Regions from separate parts of the Mus musculus genome. Here region 2 is linked to region 1. Evidence: chromatin contacts called from public HiCAR-type data. All regions are on one chromosome and are shown on one strand. The core of a region is the stretch at or near the end of the contact, and the rest is flanking DNA. Distances in the headings are between cores, read along the strand shown.

Region 1 (6,998 bases), core at 1,969-4,468:
AAAAGAAAAAACTTTAGTATCCACAGATATAGTCTAGCACTTACAAAGTGTTTGCATACATCAAATAACAAAACACAAAAACACGAGGGACTCAAAATTATCTATTTGAGACTATCACATTACTTTTGCTACTAAAACGCATGAATTTTTATTTCTTTTGGCCTAATAAATCAGAAACATCTATTTTTTTTATTAACTTTACAACATTGCTAGTTTAAATTCTAAGTGTAGACCTCATGGAGCTATTTCTGAGCATAAGCTATTAGGAATAATATTTATACATTTTTATGCAAAAGAGAAATAACCTGTCATTTTGTAGACAAAGATTTGTTATTCACACAGTAATTTTGAATATATCTATAGTTGCGCTGTATATACATGCTAACCTTTAGAACTTCCATAGAGCTATCCTGTCTCATTCTATGTGCTATTTTTGCCATCTGTAAAACTAGGTGGATGACAAGAACACTAAGGTTCCTTCTGTGTTTCAAATCCTGTGACATCAGTCTGGAGTATATTTAGCTATCTAACAATAATGACACGTGGGACTGGAGAGTGGCTCAGATGACTAAGAGCACATACTGCTCCCTCCCAGAGGACCAGCGTTTGATTCCTAGCACTCACCTCGGGCGGCTCACAAACACCTGTAACTTCAGCTCCAGTGACTCTGACAAACTGTGGCCTTCACAGGCACCTGCACTCACATGCATATAAGCCCTCTGCCACAAGTTAAAATAAATCTTCTTTTAAAAAAAGTTTTTACAATTTATGACATTTGAATGGACTGCTTTTTAAATATGTGCCATTTCCACTACACTACACTGTAAAGAGTAACACAGTTTAAAAAAAAAAATCACCAAATAAAAATATTAAACTTACAAAGCTAATTTGTAAACACTTAACCTATTACCAAATAATTCTACTTCACTGCAGAAAGCAAAAACAACTTTAATCTGTTTAAAGAGAATCTGCCTTTTAATGAGTAAACACTTACTATATTATTCTTTTAGTGAAATTATTAATAAATTTTAAAATAGTATATGAGAAGCCAAAGACAAATGAATAACAGATTTTACACATTTCATACAATGCCCAAGTCCAGATCTGAGATAATATTCATTTTATTACACTACTGTGCTTAATACATTGAGTTACATGACCTATATTATTGACTTTGTTAAAAAAAACCTCATTTAGTCCTCACAGCAACCTTTTTAGTAGGGAATATTTTATAGACCCTATTTTATAGACAAGCAAACAGGTCAAAAAGTCAATCAGTCAAGCTCAGCCCGGTAATAAAACTCAAACCCCCATTCCAGGAGCTGGAAAGATGACTTAGCACTTAACAGCCCTTGGTGCCCAATCAGGAGGACTTGAGTTCAGATCCTATTACCATGGAACCAACCTGTAACCCCTGCTCCAAAGGAGATGAAGACTGGAGGCTGGCTGGGGCTTGCTAGCTTCCAGTCTCTTAAAAAAATATGCAAATCTCACGTTTTCCCAAAGGAAAAAATGTAGAGTGTTGGCGGCCACCAGACACTTTCTTCTGATTTCCACTGCATGATCATGCCCCATCCCACACAGTGCACATACACTCTCTCATACACACAAAATTAAAAATCCTGGTAATTAATTAATCTACTTTAATTAACATTTCTAATATTTTAACTTTTCCATTACTGAAAAAGTTAAATTAACTGGGTTCATGTTCACTATATACTGATTATTGTATAAAACACCTTCAGTGTCCTATGTTAACTTATTTTCTCTTCTCTATTTCATTTAGTAATAAAAGGGGGGGAATCATATAGATGGTGTATACCGAAAGCCCTGTACAATTTGAATTATTTATAATTTCTAGTAGAATAAAAAATGTTTGAGGCTGGGTTCAAGAGTGCTTGTCTGGCATGCTTGAAACCCTCTGTTCTATCTAGCACTGGAAAAAGTCTCCGACAGGCCCACACCATGCAAGTCTAAACTTATGAAAGACGTTGTGTTGGTGCATTCATTTCTTGTCACTGAAAAAAAATTCAATTTCCTCATGAAACGGAAACATTTAATCACACTTAAATTCCAAATGGTTGAAACAGACAGTATGCTCGACTATCATTCCCTACGAGCAACATTATTTTTCTAAAGGTATCTCGCCCCACGTGCCGTTGTAAACTGTCTATAAGTGGCGGGTTCAACTTCCATCCTACAAAAAGGCTTTCGCCTTCTCCGGTAGGTCTTACGTCTTGAACCTTATCTACCTGTTATATCCGAGTTTGGGGTTCTTAGGACAGGGCTACCTTCTCGGCTTTGGCGTGGGTGCCCACCACACCCCTCCGGTCCCGCGCCCAGCGCGGCCGCTCCTCCTCCCGCGGTTCTAGCACCAACTCAGCACCTATCAGCGCCGCCCCCCAGGCCCTGGCCCAGCCCCTTCTCGGACACGTGTGTGGGTGTGTTTGTGTCGGTTTGTCAGTCCCACCGGGGACCCGAGCTCACTTACCGAGAGAGAAGCGCCAACTTCTGCTCCAGCAACATCTCCAGCTTCTGGCCCTGTTTGGAGATCCAGTGGTCGACACCGTGCAAGCGGTAGCAGGTCTCCAGCATCAACCTGAAGTCCGCCACAAACTCCGTGATGCCCCTGTACTGGCCGCTGGAGAACTTCTCCTCCATCTTCAACAGACACATGCCCTGGCTGGGCTGCTGCGGGGGGACGCGACTGCCCCGGCCCCCGCTGCGCCGCCCTTCGGCCACCTCTTCTTCCCCGGCGGCAACGCCCCCCAAGGGCTGCAGGAAAGGGGCGGTGAGGCCGCGGTGCTTCTCCTGCAGGAACTCGCCCAGGATGCGGTAGCCCTGCTGCAGCTCGTAGGTCAGCTCCTGCTCCTTGCAGCCACCGCCTGCGACCACCGTCGTCTCCGACGCCGCCGCTTCCTCCTCCTCGTCCACCGAGGAGGCACTCCTCCGGCGGACCAGCCCCGAGGCCCGGGCCGCCGCTGCCACCACCACCTCTTCCTCGTTCCCTTCTCCGGTCGGCGGTGGCGGCCGCTCCTCCTCCGCGGCCCGCTCCATCTCCCCCGGTGGCTCCGGCACGCTCATGCCCCCGGCAGGCCCAGGCTGGGTCGAGAGGAGCGGCCGCTCCGGGCACCGGGGGACGCGGGAGCGCGGGCCGCTTCCTCAGAGATCCGCGGCGCCGCGCAGCCCCTGCCGCATCGGGCCTTGCTCTCCTCCGTCGCCGGCCGGCCGGGGACCCGCGCGCGCGGGGGTCTCAGGCTCGCGCCCGAGGGGCGGGGTTACATGGCGCGCGGGGGAGGGGGGAGAGGAGAGCTAGGTGCCCTCCTCTCCCCTCCCCCCGGCGGCGCGCGGCCCGCGCCGGCTGCACGCTCCACACCCGGCCCGGCCCGCGGGGCCTCGGCGCCCCACCCCCTCCCGGGCCGACGGGGCGCTGGGAGGGGGCGAGGACTAAGAGGGCTCGGCTCCTTCCCGAGTGGGCCGCAGCCCCGGGCCGCCGCGGCTCCGGCTCCTCCTCTCCCTCACACCCCCTCCCGCCCCTGTCTACCTGCGGGGGGACCCGGGCAGGAGGAGGCGGCGCACGGACCGGGCCGGGCGACGACTGTCAGTTAGAAGCCCCGCTGGGCGGGAGGGGGCGAGGGGAGGGGAGGGGCGGGGAGGAAAGGGGGAGGGCACTCAGCCCCCCCGGCCGGGGAGAGCCGGGGAGAGAGGCGAAGAAAGAGCTGCCTCCGCCATGCCCGGCGCGCATGCGTAGTAGCACGGGATGGCCCCGCCCCGCTACGCGAAAGCCCTGGACTTGGCTCTCCCACAGGCTCGGAGGCCCAGGGTGTGGCGCGGACTAATGATGTCATCAATATGCGGACGTCTGTAAGGGGTGGGGTGGAGGGAGAAACAGAGCGCCTGCGCTGGCGCAGTCTGGAAGGTGAACCATAGACTGAAAGTTTCCTTTTGGTGAGACCCTTACTAGTTCTAAAAATTTTACTGTTAGTTTTCTCAAGGCAGTTACTAGATAACCTTTGTTAACACAAGTGAATAACGAGAGTGAACAAGATTCAATCCTCTCCGTTGTAAAATATTCTTTGTACCTCTCCTTCCTTGTGACTGGGTTTTGTTTTTTACAAAAAAAACAAAAAAAACCCCAGCGTTTAGAAAAGTTTAGAAAGAAAAATTAAGAGCTCCTCAAAAGAAGAGTGGTGGCCTGTAGAACTCTAGTTCTCGAAAGCGAGTCCTGTTTTCTATTGACTTTTAAAAACCGAAAAACACACGAGATCTTAAGTTCGGCTAAGAATTTAAGAGAATGCAATCTCACTAAAAAGTCTCCATATGTCTATTCTAAGCTGTACAGCTTGTCACTGGTGTGGCTTTAAAATCTCGCTACATATTTTTAAATGACTAAAATATGGACTCACTACATTAGTTTACTTGTTGCTTAAAATGACGGGGAAATTAATGAACCCCAAATAGATGTCACAGCTTTCTAATGCACATAATATTCAGACTTAAACTTGCTTGAAACTTGGAATGAAACATAAAACCAAAACTATAGAAATGCATCTTAAACATGATATTCATAACTAAATGGTTGAGATTATCTCACCTTCAAAATGGTTTGCGACTATAAACAAAGACTTTAACTACTAAAGGACTGATAACATTTAATAGTGTAAAACTTTCTTGTGGGGACTCAGTAAGTTAAATACCAGTTGTAAGTAAAATAGTGCAACAGGAATACAAGTTATTAAAGTACTTCACATATACACAGACTTATACACATGCATGTATTTATCTGGAATTTATAGTTTTCTCTCAGACATACCACGGTTCATGATGAAAAGGTGGGGCAGTTATACTTCAGCAACTGACAACTGTATGGCTAGCCTTTCCTTCATTTCCTCTGACAAAGCCCACAAATCTAAAGCCAACCAAACTCAAGAAAATGTCCTCTTTTAGCCACCAGACCCATTTCAAAACTTTACACAATAGCTTCCACTTTCTGAACCTTGTGCTACTAAGCACTTGGTAGTCATTATCTTCTTTGACTCTAACAACAACCACATAAGCTACCCATTAGGCTATCTTACAGATGGGGAAACTAACAGGAAAAGTTTGACAAAATTTAAATTTAAGAACTCTTACTTCAAAACTCCAATTGCCCAATTACAAATCATTTGTCAGATTTCTACAAGACTACAGAAAATGAAAAAAGAATCTTGGTGAAAGATTTCTTAAGACATAGAAAGAGCTACAGATAATTAGAAGGAGCCTTAACTCTATTCATGAACTGATCCTAGTTATTATGAAAGAAAAAAATCAAGTCCTTGGACTTAAAAAAACTTTTATTAATAAGAAACATATTGTTCATAGGTTAATTATAGATAAGAGAAGAACTGGCACTTAGTCCCACCACCCAGAGAAAACATAAACTTCAAGGTAGCTATTTTTCTATTTATTTTAAATACAATTATAAGCATAGTATATATCAAATTCTGAGCTATCTATAATCCTGACTTTATATCCCTGTCTGCAGTAGTCCTAGATAGACCTAGTAGGGGAGGGAAATTCCATGTAAAAAAATTTTAAAGTATAAAAAAGAACACAGTAGAAGGACAATCAACAGTAGTAACACTGACAATTTATTGAGCACTTACTGGTTCGGACATATTTGGTCTGTTACATACACAGTACTCACAACAGGCTCAGGAAGTCACAACAGACATTCTTGTTTGTAAGTTTTGAATGAAGTTCCATTAAGTAGAAGTCTTTTCCTATCCTACCAAAAAAACCCAAAAAAAACAAAACAAACAAACAAACAAAAAAAAACCTTCAACACTAAAGACATTCCATTTAATGTAATTAACCATAAATTGATAGCTGTTTTGTAATACACATACACTGATATGTGACTAGTCTTAAAGCTCTTTTCTTTTTAATGTTTAAGGATAACATTTTGTTTCACTGTTTCTGTAGAATCTGTCAAAATAGAACTCTATTTAACCCCCATTCTGAATAAAGGTTTCCCTTTATGTTTGAAATGGGAGTTACGGGGATATGACATACAAACACAAAATAATACTTGGCCAAAACATGTAACAATACCTGACTCCCACAAACACTGACTATTTAGTATTTATTACACTGTTCTAGTCTGTCAGATTCTTTCAGTGTTAAATGTCTCCTCAGTACCTCCTCCACACCCATGAATGTTTCAGTTCTAGATAAATTCTTTTAAACCAGTTTGGTTAAGGAGATTTAAAAGTTCTCATAACTCTCAGCTGGATACTTTAGGAACTGTTTTTAGACATGCTATAACCACTTTTCAGGAGTACCATATGAAAAGGTTCACTTATATTGTAGAAAACAACTCCTACAACCACTGCCATACCTTGACACACTCAGTTCTAGCATCCGTCCCTCACTGTAACAAACACAGTATTACCAAGGAAGAACAAGTCTGCCACTGTATTCTTCACCCTCAATTCCAGAAATGTTTAACCTGGAAGTCTCCCTTTCTTTGTGAGCTTTTTTGCATCTTGTGACAGTCACAGACATCTTGGCACAAAATATACCGTCTGCCCAGCATCAATAGGTCAGACAAATAACAATTTATACATTTCACACTAAATAGGGGGAAGGTGACAAATAACTCTAGGACAACTGGAAGCACAGGTTACAACCACAGTTTAAGAAGTGACACGTGCAAAGTAAACAGGAGACCTTAACACTAATCCTGGAGAAACATAGAAGTATGAACTGCTTAGCAGAGAGAAATGGTATATCTCTCATTTGTAATGAATCCACTCACGACACGTTGTAGCTACTTTTATGATAGATGGTATTAAACTGCTTCAAGCAAAACTGAGTAACTCATGTAAAGCTTCCTGCTGCTCATCATCGAGTTGAGATGTGCATTCCAACCACAATTCTTCAGAAGTCTGTATCTGACGGACAACATTAGCTAGGCGTTTGGCACAGGGGTCTTCATGGCTAATAGTTTCATTAAT
Region 2 (6,422 bases), core at 1,278-3,777, 2.9 Mb after region 1:
CAGTTCTTTCAGCCATCCAACAGTACTGTCAGACTTGTAGAGCATTCTTGGCTACTGGGAACCATCCGTACCACAATCTTTTACACAACTGCAAGCTCTCATTCTGGATAAAGAACCTTTGGTCTAGGATGTTAAGTAATTCAATAAGAACTTAAAGAACATCTATATAAAAAGAACGTACTATATTTGATTTATAATGGCTACTATATAATTACACAAAAATACAGTGCAGCTAGATTACAAAAAAAAAAAAAAGGGAACTGATTTAGCCACCAAATGATAATTGCCTCATGTAACAATTCACAGTATGGCTAAGTATCCATAGGATTATCCACTTGTATAGATTTCGAAAAATAGGATGCATGATAATCAACTTCTCAAAGGACCTGAAAATTTCACTTTCGTTGTCTATATCTCAATAAAGCTTCAAACATAGTTGATAATAATAATGCAACAGATGGGGTAAGGGTTTTGTTAACAATCTGTGAAGTCATGACATTCCAATAAAATGTTTGGTTTTTTGGTTTCAGTCAGAGCTGGGTATAGTGGCACAAGCCTGTGAATCTCAGCGGACTATTAGGAAGACTGAAGGGCCAAGGTTAAGGTGCAAGGCTAACCTGGGCTACATAGGGTTCAAGATAATTCTAAAGTACATAAAACATCTCTGCCTCCAAAAACCAAGAGTTTAAATCAGCATGTTGAAATTGCCATCTACAGGGCAGTCACTGAATTACAAGATAAATCAGGGCTATAGGCTATTCCTAAAGCATATTTCCTTAACGTCATGAAGACACTAACAGATTTTGTTTTTGTTTATGGAGAAAAGGTTTCTCCACGTAGTCCTAGATGTCCTGGAACTCACTCTGTAGACACAGCTATCCTCAAACTCAGAGATCCACCTGCCCCTGCCTCCCAAGTGCTGGGATTAAAGCTGTATATCACCATACCTGATGACAGTAATAATTTTTTACTCCTATCAAAACACCACCAGGGCTGGAGAGATGGCTCAGCGGTTAAGAACACTAACTCCTCTTCCAGAGGTCCTGAGTTCAAATCTGAGCATCCACAAGGTGGCTCACAATCATCTGTAATTAGACCTGATGTCCTCTTCTGGTGTGTCTAAAGATAGCTACAGTGTACTTAAATATAATAAATCTTTAAAAAAAAAAAACACCACCAACAGACAAATCTCTTGCTTACATATCTTCCCATTCCAATATTAACATTGACTCTAGGCAGATTTAAGACTACTCTGGGTCTAGGCAGAGGTTGATGGTGGTAGCAGCAGCTAAATTTGAGTGAAGAGGTAGCCCACAGAATGGGAGGATATCTTTGTCAACTGACTGACTGAGGATTAATATCCAGAATATATAAAGAACTCCAAAAACTGTGGCTGACACCTTTAATCTTGGCACCTGGGACGTAGAGGCAAGCAGATCTCCAAATTGGAGACCAGCCTGGTCTTCAGAGTTCCAGGACAGCCAGGGCTACGCAGAGAAGACTTATCTCAAAAAACAAAAAAACAAAACCAAAAACAAAACAAAAAAAAAAAAGACCACTGCTCATCATATCCAAAAGTGACTTCGAAATCCTGAAATGAAACGGAAACGTTCTGCTGTGTGGACAGTGAATGGAAATATTTTATACAGTCTCCACAGATGAGGTACATACCCATCTATCATTCATAAAGCACTGATATATCTGCAAATTGGCTGCAAATGTGGAGAATGTATTTCAATTTTGCATAGACGCTAATTTTAACAAAATATACACATTGCTGTATATCACTAAGAAACACCACTAGACCGGTGTTAATTCAGAATTATCTTTAAACGCATATCATTTTAAATCTTTTCCTGTTTAGCTCTGGTTTCAGTGTGGATACCCTATCTCTGAGCAACTACTAACGTTTTTACTGCAGTATTCCCTAAGTCACTGCAGTGTGCTCCAAATGGTCTCTCAACTCAAAGTCCCAGCAATTCTGTGCCTATCAAGGCCCTACAGTCGCAGACTGTGACAATGAATTCCTGCCAGGCTTCGCGGAGAGGGCAGGTCATTATTAACATCAGCATGTTCTGGGAAAGCATGGCCAGCACTGAAGAAACACCTCCGCCTTTGCACAAAGAGGGAGGAGGAGAGGGGCCGGCACGAGCGGACCGGCTCCTTCCAGCCGCCTTCTTACAAGCCTAGCCCTGAGGTCGCCCTGAGCGCCCCCGATCCTCCAATGACCAGGCCGCCTACAAGAGATGTCCTTGCGGGCAGCCGGAGTCTCCCGCCAGCGCTGAGACCTGAGGGCTCGCGCCCGGCCGGGCGCCAAGGCGAGGCCCCGGACGCCCTTGGAGGTTAATCCGCTGGATCCGGGGCGGCGCTCAAGTGTGACCGACGCGGAGGCAGGTGACTACCGGGCTGGTCTCCCCAGGTGAGCGCCAGGCCCTGGGGGACCGGGAGGGATGGGGGACGCACCTGGCCCGGCCCCGCGGGAACCCGCTACTCACCCAGAGGCAGGACCAGAGACGATGGGAGAGCCGTAGCCCGGCCTCGCACAGGAAAGAAACGCGGCCGGGGAGAGAACGCTTCCGGGGGCTGGAGCCCCGCCCCCCACCGCACGGAGCATGCGCGATCCCTGCCGAGCCGGTGGCGTGCCAGCCAAGGCATGGCGACGCAGTGCGGGGCGAGCTACTTTCCCCAACCTACACCTTAGTACCCGCTGGGCCGATAACATTCAGAAAGGTAGATAGGATGAACAGGGTGCTCCCCAAAGGGCTCTGAGTTCAACTTGAGAGACTCAGAAACTGAATTGGGAAAGACGCTTGACACATGAAATCCCTTGCTACTCTGGAGCTGTACGCAACCCTGACAGAGGAGCCTTTTACAGAAGGCAAAGAAATGCTTCCCTGGTTTGATAAACTTCCACCACCACCACCACCCCCCATCCCCGCAGCAAGTCCTCATGATGCTGCTCAGACGCGCATGGCCTCACCATCTGCCTTTCGGTTTCTAGGGTGAGCTCACCCTCCTCCCCCATCTCTGTACTGATGACACCTGGAGGCGGCGCCTGAGAATCCACTGAACGCTTGAGCAGCCAGGCAGACCAGGGAGGTCTGGCAGTTGGGTCAGAATAGGGCATCTGGTGACAGGTTTTGCATATTGATGACTTTTTTTTTTAACCCCTTCCTCTTGCGAAGTGAGGGACGTGACACCAAGATTCCAAGGAACCGTATCTGAAAGCCAGCCCCTTCTGAATGTATATACACTACTAAGGAACAAGAATAAGTAGACACACTGCCCATAAACAAAAGGAGCATCATCACTTCAAATAAAGGCAGTGGGACTATGAAGGAATAAGACAGACTTCTTAAGACCTTTTTATATTCCTGGAGGAGGCAGTTTGTTTCGCTCTGTTTTCAGGATTATCTTTTAAGGCTAAAGAATTCTACAGCCAAGCTGGGATTGGTGTCACATGCCTGTTTTCCTAGCATTTGGGGTGGCTATGCAAGGAGGATTGCTTTATACCCTGGACCACATAAGTAACACACTGCTTCCTCCCTCTGCTGACAGTTATATTAGTAAATGATGTTGTTAATAGCTGTGGAGAGACACAGCCCAGAAGTGCTGCCAGAGCCTGGAAAGTTCCTTGTTAAAGGACTTTACTGGAGTTCGATAGAAGAACACAATAGATGGAATGAATCAATATTAAAAAGAGTTTGGTTTTTTTGTTTTAATTTTAGACTGGTTTACCCAGCACAGTCTTGAATGGTCCAACAATGGCTGTCCTGGTAGCTTCGCAGTGCTGGAGGTAACATGCCTCAGCAGTCCAACAAGACCACAAGGCTTTAAGGATTCCTGGAGAGCCACGACTAGTCTTTAGTCTGTGGAAGAACCTGGATTCTGATCTCAGTGGATGAGGCCAGAGGCAGCAACATCAACAATGGCAGAAACACTAGGTAACTCACCAGCACGTGACAAAGCAAGCAAACTGAATACAAATCCCTGGGATTCCCTTATGTGTAGGCCAATATCTGGGCTGCCCAAGTTTAGAATGAGCCTATCAGTTAGCCTAGTCAAGAGAATCCCTCACAAGTATTCCTAGTAGCTTCTAGACCTTGTCAGTTCTGTTCGTTGACAGTACCACCATCACTGTCACTGGGTCCTCCCCTCAGGTAAAGTCAGATCCTTGGCTATGCATCATCATGATCAACAACAACAACAACAACACACACAAAGAGTTAAGACAAAGTGGGTTTATTAAGTAAAGATAGGTGATAACACTTCTGGTCTAAGCTTGGGGACATGGGAGGTTTATAAGATAGTACAAATGATCAAGATAAATGTGGCTGCTTCTTTCCTTTCCAGTGGATTGCCTATCTCTGCTGTACCCAATGTTTTAATTTAGGAAATTTCTTGCATCTGGGCCTTAAAAGATCACATTACTGCCAGGTGGTGGTGGCGCATGCCTTTAATTCTAACACTTGGGAAGCAGAGGCAGGCGGATTTCTGAGTTTGAGGCCAGCCTGGTCTACAGAGTGAGTTCCAGGCCAGCCTGGTCTACAGAGTGAGTTCCAGGACAGCCAGAGCTACACAGAGAAACCCTGTCTCGAAAAAAAAAAAAAAAAATCAAATTACTGCCCAAAGGACACTCCATCCTACCACAAGGACAATTGACCAACTGTGTCCATAGCAACTTTGCTCATCAGAGCCAGAAACTGGAAACAAACTAGATGTCTCTCAACATTAGAATGGATAAAGAAAATGTGGTACAGGCTGGAGAGATGGCTCAGCCTTTAGGAGCACTGACTGCTCTAACAGAGGTCCTGAGTTCAATTCCCAGTACCCACATGGTGGCTCACAACCATCTGTAATGCTGTAATGGGATCCGATGCCATCTTCTATAGTGTCTGAGGACAGTGACTGTGTACTCACATACATAAAATAAATAAAATCTTAAAAAAAGAAAATGTGGTACATTTACACAATGAAGTATTACTGAGCTGTTTGAAAAATGACACCATGGAATTTGCAGGCATATGGATGGAACTAGGAAAAAAAAAATTATCCTGAGTGAGCTAACCCAGACCCAGGAAGACAAACATGGTATGTACTCACTTATAAGCAGGAATTACCTGTTTGTAAAAGATAACCATGCTATAATCCACAGGCCCAGAGAGGCAAGGTGATAAGCAGAGATCAGGGGGTTGGGTCCCATGCATCTACCTGGAAAGGTAAAATAGATTCTGTGAACAGACTGGGGGAAGGAGAGGATGAGAACAGGAAGGATCAGACGGGGGGGGGGGGGGGGGGGTGGGAGGCGGTACTGGGAGAGATAACTGGAATTTGGGGGCAACTAGCAGTGTGATACAGAAACCTACTGCAGTGGAAACTCCCTGGAATCTACGAGGGTGATCCTAGTGAAGACTCCTGGTAATGGGGGACCCAGAGCCTAAACCAGCCATCTTCTGTAACCTGGTAGTGGTACTGGGACACCAACACAGTCACAAAACCTTCAACTTACAATTTGTCCTGCCCTGAAACACATTCTAGGAGAATGGTGGTGTAGAACATGTGGGAGTGGCCAACTTGCCACCCATGTCACCACAAGATGGAGCTCAAGCCTAACAACTGCCCGCAGATGGCCAGGAACCAGAGGCTGGACAGCCCAGAGACCTAGGATAGAACCAAAGCCAGACTGGCAAAAAAAGAAGAGGAAGAGAAGGAGGAGGAGGAGACGACGACCAAAAACACATCTCTGAGATAGTTCCTAATGATATTCTGCATGTTCATAGATTACTAACTAACTCAATTACCATCAGAGAGGCTTCATCCAGCAACTGATGGGAGCAGATGCAGAGACCCACAGCAAATATTAAGCAGAGCTCAGGGAAATCCCAGAAGGGATGGGGCAAGGATCATAGGAAACAGAGGGGTTGAGGATACCATGAGAGCATGGCCCACAGAATCAACTAGGCAGGGCTCATAGGGACTAAGAGAGACTGAAGTGACAAACATGGATGCTGTATGGGTCTGAGCTAGGTCCTATGCATATATGTTATAGCTATGTAACTTGGCATTCTTGTGGTAGTCCTGACAGTGGTGGTGAGAGGTGTCTGACTCATCTTCTCCTGGGACCCTTTGCCTCCTACTGGGTTGCCTCATCCAACCTTGGAATGATGTGCCTAGCCTTATTGTAATGTGTTAAGCCATGTTTGGCTGATACTCCTGGTAAGCCTGTTATTTTATTTTATTTTATTTTGTTGTTGTTGTTGTTTTGGTTTTTTTGTGTGTGTTTGTTTTTTGAGACAGGGTTTCTCTGTGTAGCCCTGGCTGTCCTGGAACTCACTCTGTAGACCAGGCTGGCCTCGAACTCAGAAATCCACCTGCCTCTGCCTCCCAAGTGCTGGGGTTAAAGGCATGCGCACCACTGCCTG

The links. HiCAR-type assays count read pairs that join an accessible place to other places.
Region 2: a contact with region 1 is called in a HiCAR-type map of astrocytes, with 2.4 times the contacts expected there. The contact joins the promoter of Atad1 here to the promoter of 9930021J03Rik in region 1. A contact is called at or near these places in 2 of 115 datasets of contacts at active chromatin or transcription factors (astrocytes and embryonic forebrain).

Annotation. Positions count from the first base shown.
Region 1 is chr19:29,802,791-29,809,788 of GRCm38.p6, forward strand. It overlaps 9930021J03Rik (RIKEN cDNA 9930021J03 gene), which reads right to left and starts at 3,219. Exons shown (of 8, transcript NM_172836.3): 1 at 2,492-3,219. The coding sequence starts at 3,084. It overlaps Ranbp6 (RAN binding protein 6), which reads right to left. Exons shown (of 1, transcript NM_177721.4): 1 at 5,318-6,998. The coding sequence ends at 6,843.
Region 2 is chr19:32,709,771-32,716,192 of GRCm38.p6, forward strand. It overlaps Atad1 (ATPase family, AAA domain containing 1), which reads right to left and starts at 2,528. Exons shown (of 10, transcript NM_026487.3): 1 at 2,496-2,528.